Regions from separate parts of the Mus musculus genome. Here regions 1 and 3 are each linked to region 2. Evidence: chromatin contacts called from public HiChIP or PLAC-seq and Micro-C data. All regions are on one chromosome and are shown on one strand. The core of a region is the stretch at or near the end of the contact, and the rest is flanking DNA. Distances in the headings are between cores, read along the strand shown.

Region 1 (3,725 bases), core at 1,148-3,647, 450 kb after region 2:
CAGCTCTCCTGGTCTGAAAATTTGACCATACATAAATAGTTCTAGGTTTGTCGGTCCAGAGAAGAAAGAAGGAAACTGGTCTGGTTCTAGACAGGTATAAGGATGAAAGTCTGAGCCTTCTATCCTATCCTCAGAACGGAGCTCAGGAACAGAAGTAGGGAAACAGGGCGGCGCCTTTCTGTTGAAGGGAGACTTCTGCTGGTTGCAGGCCCTTCGGTATCTGGGACTCCAAAGAACCGTATCTCTTTGTGAGAACCCGGGCAGGCAACCCTCGGCCTAACACCACACTATCCATTTACCTGATATGTGACCACTGGTATAAAGAGAAATCAGGCGCGCACTCTCCAGAAAGTAGCTCTTCCCCAACGCTCCGTGGCTTGGAAAACCCGTGCTGCCCGTGCTGCCCCTGCTGCAGGCGCAAGTCTGTGCTCTGAGTCTGGTGGGGGCAACTGAGCAGCCAGCAAGGCGCCAGCGCCAACTAGTGGGCGGTTCACGACACTGCTTCAGCCCGGGCGACCCTTCACCTGCGACCTCAGGCTGCGTACTGAAGGCCAGCACTTCCCCAACCCTTGGATCTGGTGCCCGCGTCTTCCGAGGGTTATAGCTGAGTCCGGGCCCAGGGTCAGATGTTGGGTCATTCCTGTAGCCCCACTTTCCGGAGACCCGGTTATTAATTTGTTGTAAGATCAGAAAGAGAAATCAGGCGGAGGGACTAGTATGGGGCAGATGCAAACTGGAATCACTCAAGAAATCGAATTTATGCATCGCATCGCAGAGGCTGCCAGTCACGGCCCACAATCGCTCGAGGGCAGAATAGACGACTCGGTCTGGGTCCTACCTGGTGACTAGCGGTGCTCCCTTTCCAGGGGAGCCCCCTGAGGGCCCATGCTCAGGGCCAGGCTTCCTAGATCCCCTCTGGTCCAGAGGCTGTTTCCATGGCGGCCCAAGGCCTAGTGATGGTCAACTCCGAATCATAGGTTCTCAAAAAGTTCCAGTAAGGGACCTTCACTGTCCTTGCTTCCCTGGTGGCTTGAGGCGCTGGCATAAGGCCCAGAGAGGGGCAGAATACAATTCTCCTGGCACTCGTTAGACTCAGGACATACCTAGTACCCCGCTGTTGTACACACAGCGCCTGATTTCGTTTTTTGACAAAATGGAGTGTTCTAAGCTGAGGTCAGAGCCAGGATGAGGTCTTGATGCCTCTGTCGCCATCGGATCCTAAATCGTGTCGCTTCTGGGGCTTGTATTGGTAGTTGCAGACAGATTCACTGTCGCTGGCAACGAAAATGCAGTCGAATTTCCAAAGCAGTGAGAGAAACACATGCATTCGTTCGTTGCTGCCGTCCAAGGAGTGCACGGGGTTGGGGAGAGCACAGCCCTCGGTGACCGGTGACCGTGGACTCTCTAGTTGTGTGTCTGTGCCCCCATGCCAGGCTTAGGAGACGGGACGGGAAAGAGTTGTTGTTAGTGAAGTCCAGGAGTTGCTGGGCCACGGAGCATGAGGAACACAGAGACCCCAGGGCCGATTTCCCACAGGGCACCTGACAGCTCTGTAGGCTCAGCGCTTTAGGGCCAAGAAGACTATGGCCCGGCCCTAGGAGGACCCCTTTCCATCCGTGGGGAGAAAGCAGTCTGAGCGTTAAGACTTCTTTCTGCCACAGACCCTCATCCACTTCCACTAGACGGACGGTGGTTGCATGCGTATGGTGTAGCATGGAATGTTCCAAAAAAGCACACTGTTGTAGGCCCCATTGTAGTTTTCAAAGACCCATGAGCTGCCAAGACAGAGGACAACTCCACGAGGCCTGCGCGATCCTGAAATTAGTTTTGAGTGGACAGGAGCCGTGTGGTTGTCCCCACCCCACTGTTGGTCCCTGTGGCAACCCCTATTCTGTCTGCCTCGAAGGTTGACACAGAAGCCACAGAGACGAGAGCCAAGGCCGCGCGGAGCTGTGGACTCCCTCGTGGGGTGGAAGCTCTAGGGTCAAAATCGTTTGTGGAGTGGAGGGAATGAGAAAACCGTCTTGGGTGTCACCGCGGCAACCAGCTGAGGGTGCAGGTTCCGGGCTGCGGTGGCCAGAGCTGAAGCAGCCAGGCTGCGACTCGAGGGAGGGGAAGCGAGCCGCAGCCAGGAGGCTGGAAACCCGATGTCTGCCCAGGTCGCAGCGGCCGCTCCTGACTCCGGGGACCGCGGCTCCCCGCGCGGCTACCGGGACGCGGGTGTCTAGACCCTCTGGGGCGGAGCCTGGCCCCTGCTTGGCTCGCGCGGGCCCGAGCCACCGGGTCCTCCACGGCGAACCCCGAGCCTGGGGGCTGCGATTGGCTGCGCCCCGCGTCGCTCGCACGGCCCCGCCCCGAGGCCCGGGGTACTAACCCCGCGCGGGCGGCCGCGTCGCCGCCACTTGATTCTCTAGGATCCGGGCTGGGGCCGCGGCCGCCGAGTCCGTGGGGCGGCCGCGCGCGCCGGATGCGGGACTAGCGGGCGCGCGGCCGACCGTCGGGGCGCACCCCCTCCCCCGGCGCCGCCCCTCCCCCCACCCCCCACGCTGGCCGGGCCCCGAGCCGCCGCCTTCCCGCCTCCCGCTTCCCGCGGCTGCGGCCGCCCGCGCCCTGACGGCCGCGGCATGCGTATTCCCGTAGACCCGAGCACCAGCCGCCGCTTCACTCCCCCCTCCACGGCCTTCCCCTGCGGCGGCGGCGGCGGCGGCAAGATGGGCGAGAACAGCGGCGCGCTAAGCGCGCAGGCAACCGCGGGCCCCGGCGGCCGCACCCGGCCCGAAGTGCGCTCGATGGTGGACGTGCTGGCCGACCACGCGGGAGAGCTCGTGCGCACCGACAGCCCCAACTTCCTCTGCTCCGTGCTGCCCTCGCACTGGCGCTGCAACAAGACGCTGCCGGTCGCCTTCAAGGTGAGTGCAGGGGCCCGAGCCGGGAGGACACCGGGGAACCTGGGCGCCCCCATTTGCAGGAGCCCATACCGGGGAGGACTTGGGGAGCACCTAGAAGTAGGACATGAAAGGGGATGTCACCCAGCTGGCAAGACACCGGGGTACCCGGGCGCCCCTACTGCAGGATGCCACTCCCGGAAGGACCCCCGCTGGACTCCAGGCGATCCGCAATAAGAGCCCAGACCCCAGAGAACATGGGAGGTACCGTGGTGGAAGAAAAGGGGGTCACCCGGCTAGCAGGACATAGGGGTGCCTGGTCACCCACGCTGCAGGAGCCCAGGCCCGACAGAACATGAGAGGAACCTGGGTGTCCCCGCTGCCCGAGCCCGGGTCCAGAGAGAAATATGGTTACATCAGTCAGGGAAGGTACCAGGAGGACGTCCAGGAGAACTGGGCGTGGGGAGTTCTTCTGCCGTTCCTATTCCAAGAGTCAGAACCCCAGACCTCCCGTTGGGAACGGTACACCGCGGCCTCTCTGCCGGAGGACACGGACACTTGGGGCGCTCCTTCTCGGTGGCACAGACAGCCTGGAGGAGCCATACCCCGTTCCACCTGGCCTTCACGGGGCCCTGCAGAGTATAGTGGCATGGAAACCGGAGGACTGGGGCTCCCAGATTCTTTGGCACAGTCTAACCGGTAACTGGGATGAGGACCGCCGGAGCTGGGCGAGGACCCGGGAGGTGTGGGGCACAGAGGGCGAGGAGGGCCTGGCCTAGCACCGCGCCTCCTGCTCTGCAGCAGAAACACTTCCTTCCCACACTCTCAACCTCAGCGGCT
Region 2 (3,485 bases), core at 653-3,152:
GATCACTCCTTCGTCTTTCACATGCAATTATGTACAATTGTGGCAACGCTCGATAGAAGCAGTTAGCAGGAATGCTCGAGATCTCTGGTCTGCAAGAGGCCGAGAGATTACAAAACAGGACCCCAAATACCTCACATGTCTTGGGTTTTCCAGAGCCTGCTGGAGCTTAGGAGAAGTCAAGACTTAAAAGGCACACAGGGAGGGAGAGGGTTTCTAGTGGCTCCCTCCTGTACAAACGAAAACTAAGGACCTAAAATCCACTCCTACTAGCAACCCATCAGGGAAAGCCTGGAGCCCACCAGGGCTAGGAACTTAAAGGGGACGGGGGTGGTGGGGGGGGGGGGAATCCACCTGGAGGTTGGTAGGAGCCATGAACTAACCTAGTTATCCTAAAGTAGGCACCAAGCAAAGAGAGTAACTTCGGATTGAGGGGCGGTGCTGCGGCCTGCCTGAAGGGTCTTGGGCAGACCAGGAGCCAGGAGAGGCCAAGAAGGTGGGGAATCGCTTGCAGCTAGAAGTCTTGGCGGGAGGTGTGTGTTGGGGGGGGGGGTGCTTACCTCTTTGATTTTCTCTCGCTGAGCTCGCACCAGACTCTGGGACTCCTTACTCTCATCAGTCCTTGTCCCCAAGACCGGGTGTCGAAGGCGGCTGCGGAAACCATTGTAGTCGAAAGTGAACCGGACGCTCTCTTCCTGCGGCCTGAGGGCTGCAACCCTGTTGCCTTCCTCCCGGGGCCCGGTGGGGCGGGTTCGCCGCAGCCACCCTTTCCTACGGAGAACACCGACCAGGCGGCTGGGATCGTCCTCACCCGGGGCCGGAGCCGCAGGGGCAGGGTTGGGAGGCGGCTCCTGCTCTGACACCGAGTGGTGACCGGCGATTTCGGCCATCACCTCCAGGCCGGGCTGTTGGGTCCGCGAGGCCGAGAAGAGGCGCTTGAGGCGAGAGGAATGGGGCAGAAGGAACAGGGCGCCAAAGCACAGGGTGACGAGGCCCGAGAGGAAGAGCAGGAAAAGGAACTTCTGCGGCAGCCGCAGCCCCCACGGCGAGGCCGGGACGAAACCCGGCACTTTCCTCACCAGCATCGCGGCGCGGCCAGCAGGAGGGGGCTGTCAGCTCCGCCCGGGGCCCCGGGAGTCCTCAGAGTCCTCAAGGGTGGGGAGCAAGAGTGAAGTGGCTGGGGTCCCCGAGCAAGGCTGCGCACCTCGAGGCCGCCGCTTCGGGACCCGCCCGAAGTTCAGGGAGTTTGGAGCGAGTCCTCCCGCGCGGGGGCGGGGGCGCGGCGGCCTCGGCGGGGCCCGGGCGAGGGGGGCTGCTCGGCTGGAGCCCGGGCCCGCCGTGCGCCGCAGCCTGCCCTCCGCCTGATCCACGGAGCCCGCGCCCTCCCGCGCCTTCCCGCGCCGGAGTGGTCACATGCCGTCCGCGACGCCCTCGCGGAGGGTGCGCAGGACGCAGGCCCCGACCCGCCGGCACCCGAAGTTTCAGCCTCTGGAGCAGTTTGCAAAGGGAACCCCCGGGGCTTGCAGGGCGAGCGCAGCTCCTAGAGCGCGAGCCCAGCCGGTGGTGACGGCGCAGGGCCCGGCGGTCGGGACACGTCCACAACTTTGCTCCGCCGCGCGCGGTTGCCGCTCCCGAGGCTGCGCGGGACCCAGGGGCTTCAGATGCTCGCGCGGGGAGAGGGATACCCGGGAAGCGCGTGCGAAGCCTGCAGCTGGCCTCTGTCAGCCCTGGGCCTGCCGCTGAGCCAGGAAGCCTTGGCTCCGGCGCCGCAACTCGGGAGGGCGCGGGTCTCCTGCTGCGATCACCTGTTCCCGGCCCCGCGGCTCCGCTAGCCGCGCAGGCTCACCCGCCGCAGCTCCAGACGGGCCGCCGCTGCTCCGGCTCTCACTGCGACAGCGCCGCTGCCCCGCCCCCCGCCAGCCACGCCCTCAGGCCACGCCTACAGCGCGCCTCGCGCCCCTCCTCTCCGCCCGCCGCGGCACCGCAGTTCGGCCAATGGGGAACCTAGCCGGGAAAGATGGGCGGGTCACAGTCTGGGCCACGCCCCCCGCTCCAAATGCTGGCGCTGCGCTCCCCCATCCTGCTAGCTCCAATGGTCCAGCTGCGCGCTGTGGAGAGGGCGGGGTGCAGAGCGGAGAGAGGTCATTGGCTGCTTCCGAGGGATCCCCGATGGGCCACAATCACCCATTGGTTTCTGCCCAGCGTTCGCTGGACTCCGAAAGACCGAGACGCCCCCTCCACCGCCCACCTCCGCCTAGCGCCGCTCTGTGTTTCGGTCTCCCCCCGGAAGGGCCAGGAGACCAGGTTGTTCTGTAAGGCGCTGCCCATCGTTGGGCGACCCTGTCACTTCTCAGCACCAGCCGGGGATTGCCAGGTTGCTGGTAGCCAGGGATGCCCAGAGCTCAGACCAGCCGCGGTAGTACAGCTGCTTCGCTCTGGGGGGGATGGGGATGGCTGGACCAAACCCGAGAGCTGTGGCTGTGGTTATGTCTGGCTGAATCAGTATTTCCAGGGTTCCTCGCAAACCGCCACCAAAAATGTGGCCAAGGCCCTTGGGTGGGGTTGGCGAGGGATGCTAACATGAGAAGCAAGAAGAGAGAGGGACAGACAGAGAGAGAGGCGGGGACCTGGACATATGCACGGGTCATACATAGGATATGCATGTATGTGAACATTTGCATTTTTATGCATACAGAGGCTACCTTGTGGGTGTGTGCTTACATGCAAATATACACTTAATTTCAGCACGGACACCCTAGCAATTATGCCAAAGTGTATCTAGACAGGTCTATATAAGCAAAACATTGACGTGCACAGGCATACCCAAGCCACCTCCACAAGCCCACACATACACCGGCATGTGTTATCAGACACCGTGTGCCCCTGCCCCAAGACACATGCATCCGTGGACTTTAGTCCTTCCCTTGCTGTTAAACCTCACACCGGGGGCCAAAATAACACTGCTGTGTGGGTCTCTCATGCAAAACTCTTTATAGAGACAACAGCATAGGGAGAGACAAATTAAGAGGTATAATAGGCAAGGGGGAAAATATCTGCTTTCAGCTGCAATTTGAAAGACAGAAAATACTGCAGGGACGCCTTTCCCGGAGAGGAGGCAGCCCAGGCAGGCTCTCACCTCATAAATCTTTCTTCTTCCCTGAGGCTTTCTGCAAATGGGCTACTGAGGCTTGCTTCTAACCCTGGCCAAACCATTGCCAGCACGCCCACTCCTGACATTTAAATACCCCTGGCATATAAATTTCTCTCTGCTGAAAATAAAAGATAAAAGACTACTGTCGCTAACAGGTGCAAATATTTTGGTCACCGGAGATGAATAATTTCTCCCAATACACCTAGCTTATATGTAAATTTCTACTTCAAATGTTTCAGTCTCTTATGAGTTTGGCTGGCAGGAGTCAGTTCCCTGGAGTTAGCTCGTGCATGAGATAAGCATGTGTGTGCTCCTTAATGCAGTAGCCCAGAGGCCT
Region 3 (3,585 bases), core at 14-2,513, 470 kb before region 2:
TCTGGCACCTTTGCTCTTCCCATTTCTAGAGGGTGGAGACCACCCATCATCGTCCCTGATACACTAATGCATACAGATGTAGCAGCTTGCTCATGCTTTGATGGAAAGCCTCCCATTTCAGGCCCAACTGCCATGGGGAATGTGTAGCCATTAGGTTCTCCTCCACCATTTCTCCTGTGCCATTACAAGGGCTGGATTGGGAATTCAGGACCCAGGGTTACTCGGACAATTTCATTCCCACGTTGAATGTGCTGGCCTGCCATCCTCCCTCCCAGAGGTCACAAACATTTGAGCAACGGAAGCTAGTCACACCACCATGGTCTCATTTTGACCGATTCATGAATAGAGAGGCCTGTGGTCACCTTCCTGGTGAGCGGTAGTAGCCACCAGTGTGGGGGAGTCAGCCTGTTGCTCTCCTGTCTGCTCACACAGAAATGCCTGAGCAGGCTCCAGCTACCCGCCCCCCCCCCACGCCCCTCTGAGAGCCTCCACACCCCGTCCTGCAGCCACACGCCCTCATTTTTCCTGAGTCTGACTGTGTTTGTGACTCTTGGTCACCTGGGGAGTGATCTTCACTCCTGAGGGTGGAGCTGTGTCACCCCTTCAGTATGACTAGGGTTTCTGTTTCTCTTACTGCCAACCTAAGGCTGAGAAAATGACACCCAGGGCCGGCCCTGTTCCAAGACTGAACAAATCACTTCCTGGCTCTGTGTATGTTTCTACTTCTGAAAAATGGGCTTAATAATAGCTCACAGGGCCCTGGGGCACTGAGAAGATGACGGAGATAAAGGGGGTGTGGGCCACTAGAGCCTCCCTGTTTTGCGTACTTATCACCGCACCTGTCTGCCGCCACCCTGGCGGGCGCTAGAACACCCCTAAAGTCTGGGAAAGACCCCTTCCTGCATCTTGGGCCCTCCAGTGTCGCCTGGCCTATCTCTGCCCTCACTGTTCCTGTATTGGGGACGCTGGTCGGCTGGTACAGGGTAGACGCTCTATAAATACCTGTTGACTCATAGACTCCGCAGGTTCTTTCTCCTTTTCCCTCCCTACTTTCTGGTCCAAGGGACACCGCACTAATCCCCTTGAGCCCACTTCGCCCCTGCCTCTCCCGATTCACCAACCTCTCAGCCAAGCTGCCACCTTCCCGGGGGTCCAGGCCTCCACGGGCTCCATCCTGAGCTCTGCCCGTAGCGTCCAGCCCCTGCAGGAATTTCCGCTCCCAGTCCGAGCCCGAGCCCGGAGGCCGCGGGGCTGGGCCAGAGCAGGCAGGGCGGGGCCGCTGCATACCTGGGCCCACGTGGCCAACCAGGTAAGGCAGTGCCACTGCCATTGGTCCACCGCCTGTCTTCCTCCTGCCCTGCCCCTCTGGCATCCTAGGGCTTTGGCAACTAGGCAGTTGGACTCCTGGGCTGGCGCCAAGGGGTGTGTGACTCAGGCAGTCCGGAACTGGCATGGGATTCAACTCAAAACTGGCCTCACCAAGGAGGGAGGATCCCTATAAGTTTGACGTTAGCCGAATCTACATAGTGAGTTCCAGGCTAGCCAGAGCTGTGCATCGAGACTTTGTCTCAAATATCCACAAAACAAAAAACAAACTGGGCTCATATCCCAGCCGAGAGGACCCTGACCTCTCAGCACCCCACCCCCACCCCCAAAAAGAGTACTTGGTGAATGGTTGGCGCAGAAGCAAAGCGCAGGACTAGCCACTATCTACCCATCCCCGGGTCCCCGTGGTATCTATCTCATTATCGCCATCTGGAGTTGTTGCACAGACAGCTGACCTACTTTCAGTGCTCATTTCAGGGCATAACAGTCCTTGCTTCACGGGACATTTGCGAGCATCTGAACAAATGGTGGCTATAAGTGGCATCATCTCAGGATTCTGAAGGCTGAGGCAGGTGGATGGCTCACCTGGACTACAGAGCAAGCCCATTCCAAAACAAAACGAAACAGCAGAAACTGAGTAAATAAAAGCTGCACCGTGGACTCTGCCCCCTTTGACAACCTGTTGAGATTTAGAGGCCCTTTCTCAAAGTAAGACTTTAATCAATTCAGTTATTACTTATTTTAGGGCACAAAGGGCTTTTATTGGTTACCATAGTAAGTGAAGAGGAAGCACCCCAGCCATTCCCAAGACATTTGCAGATGTCAGCTGCCTCCTGAAAGCGCTTTTATTCTTTTTTTTTTGTTGTTTTTTTTTTTTTGTTTTTTTTTAAAGATTTATTTATTTATTATAAGTACACTGTAGCTGTCTTCAGACACTCCAGAAGAGGGCGCCAGATCTCATTACTGATGGTTGTGAGCCACCATGTGGTTGCTGGGATTTGAACTCTGGACCTTCGGAAGAGCAGTCGGGTGCTCTTACCCACTGAGCCATCTCACCAGCCCAGCTTTTATTCTTGCTACAATTTTTGAGTTGCTTTTCATTCTTGCTATGTTGCTCAGACTGCTCTACAACTCAGGGGTTCCAGTGATTTTCCTACTTTTGTTCCCCCCCCAAAAAAAATAGAGACCACAGTTTGCATCACAGAACCAGTTAGAATGATGCCTTTGTTTGTTTGTTTGTTTTTGTTTTGTTTTGGAGACAGGGTTTCTCTGTGTAGCCCTGGCTGTCCTGGAACTCACTTTGTAGAACAGGCTGGCTTCAAACCTGCCTCTGCCTCCCGAGTGCTGGGATTAAAGGCGTGGACCACCACGCCCGGCTTAGAATGATGCTCTTAAAAGCCCAAGCAACTGGGGCTGGGGAGATGGCCAACAGTTAAGAACAGGCAGAAAGAGAACCGGGTTCAATTCCTAGGACTCACATGTTGACTCACAACTGTCTGTAGCTCCAGTTCCAGGGGATCTGATGTCCTCTTCTGCCCACCTCATAAACTGCATGAACATGGCACAACACAGGCAAACACCCATACTCCCAAATCCTTTATTTAAAAAAAAAAAAAAAAAAAAGCAAAAAAGCACAGGGGCTGGAGAGATGGCTCAGCGGTTAAGAGCACTGACTGCTCTTCTGGGTCCTAAGTTTAAATCCCAGAACCCACATGGTGGCTCACAACCATCTGTAATGGGATCCGATGCCCTCTTCTGGTGTGTCTGAAGACAGCTACAGTATACTCATATATAATAAATAAATAAATAAATAAATAAATAAATAAATAAATAAATAAATAAATAAATCTATCTCTAGCCAGGCAATGGTGACACAGAACCCACATGGTGGCTCACAACCATCTGTAATGGGATCCGATGCCCTCTTCTGGTGTGTCTGAAGACAGCTACAGTATACTCATATATAATAAATAAATAAATAAATAAATAAATAAATAAATAAATAAATAAATAAATAAATAAATCTCTAGCCAGGCAATGGTGACACATGACCTGTCTTGAAAACAAAACAAAACAAAAAAAAAAAAAAGAAAAATCACAAAACAATGCTTAGAATTACACCAACAATTATAACAAAACACAAATCTGTGGCCAGGTGTGATGGCACACACCTTAATCCCAGCACTCAGGAGGCAGAGGTAGATAGGCTCTGTGAGTTCAAGTCAGTCTGGTCTACATTGTGAGTTCCAGGGCAGTCAG

Evidence for each region. A called contact is a pair of places that touch in the nucleus more often than the background predicts. HiChIP or PLAC-seq counts read pairs in DNA pulled down with a chosen protein or histone mark.
Region 1: a Micro-C map of embryonic stem cells shows a contact between it and region 2, with 2.5 times the contacts expected there. The contact joins the promoter of Runx3 here to the promoter of Man1c1 in region 2. A contact is called at or near these places in 1 of 484 Hi-C or Micro-C datasets (embryonic stem cells) and 1 of 115 datasets of contacts at active chromatin or transcription factors (embryonic stem cells).
Region 3: a contact with region 2 is called in a FOXA1 HiChIP or PLAC-seq map of pancreatic cancer cells. The contact joins the promoter of Cnksr1 here to the promoter of Man1c1 in region 2. A contact is called at or near these places in 2 of 39 promoter capture datasets (liver and neural stem cells) and 1 of 115 datasets of contacts at active chromatin or transcription factors (pancreatic cancer cells).

The regions. Positions count from the first base shown.
Region 1 is chr4:135,150,148-135,153,872 of GRCm38.p6, forward strand. It overlaps Runx3 (runt related transcription factor 3), which reads left to right and starts at 2,398. Exons shown (of 5, transcript NM_001369050.1): 1 at 2,398-2,909. The coding sequence starts at 2,625.
Region 2 is chr4:134,702,388-134,705,872 of GRCm38.p6, forward strand. Man1c1 (mannosidase, alpha, class 1C, member 1) reads right to left here and starts at 1,903. Exons shown (of 12, transcript NM_207237.3): 1 at 558-1,903. The coding sequence starts at 1,082.
Region 3 is chr4:134,237,136-134,240,720 of GRCm38.p6, forward strand. It overlaps Cnksr1 (connector enhancer of kinase suppressor of Ras 1), which reads right to left and starts at 1,264. Exons shown (of 21, transcript NM_001081047.1): 1 at 1,122-1,264. The coding sequence starts at 1,173.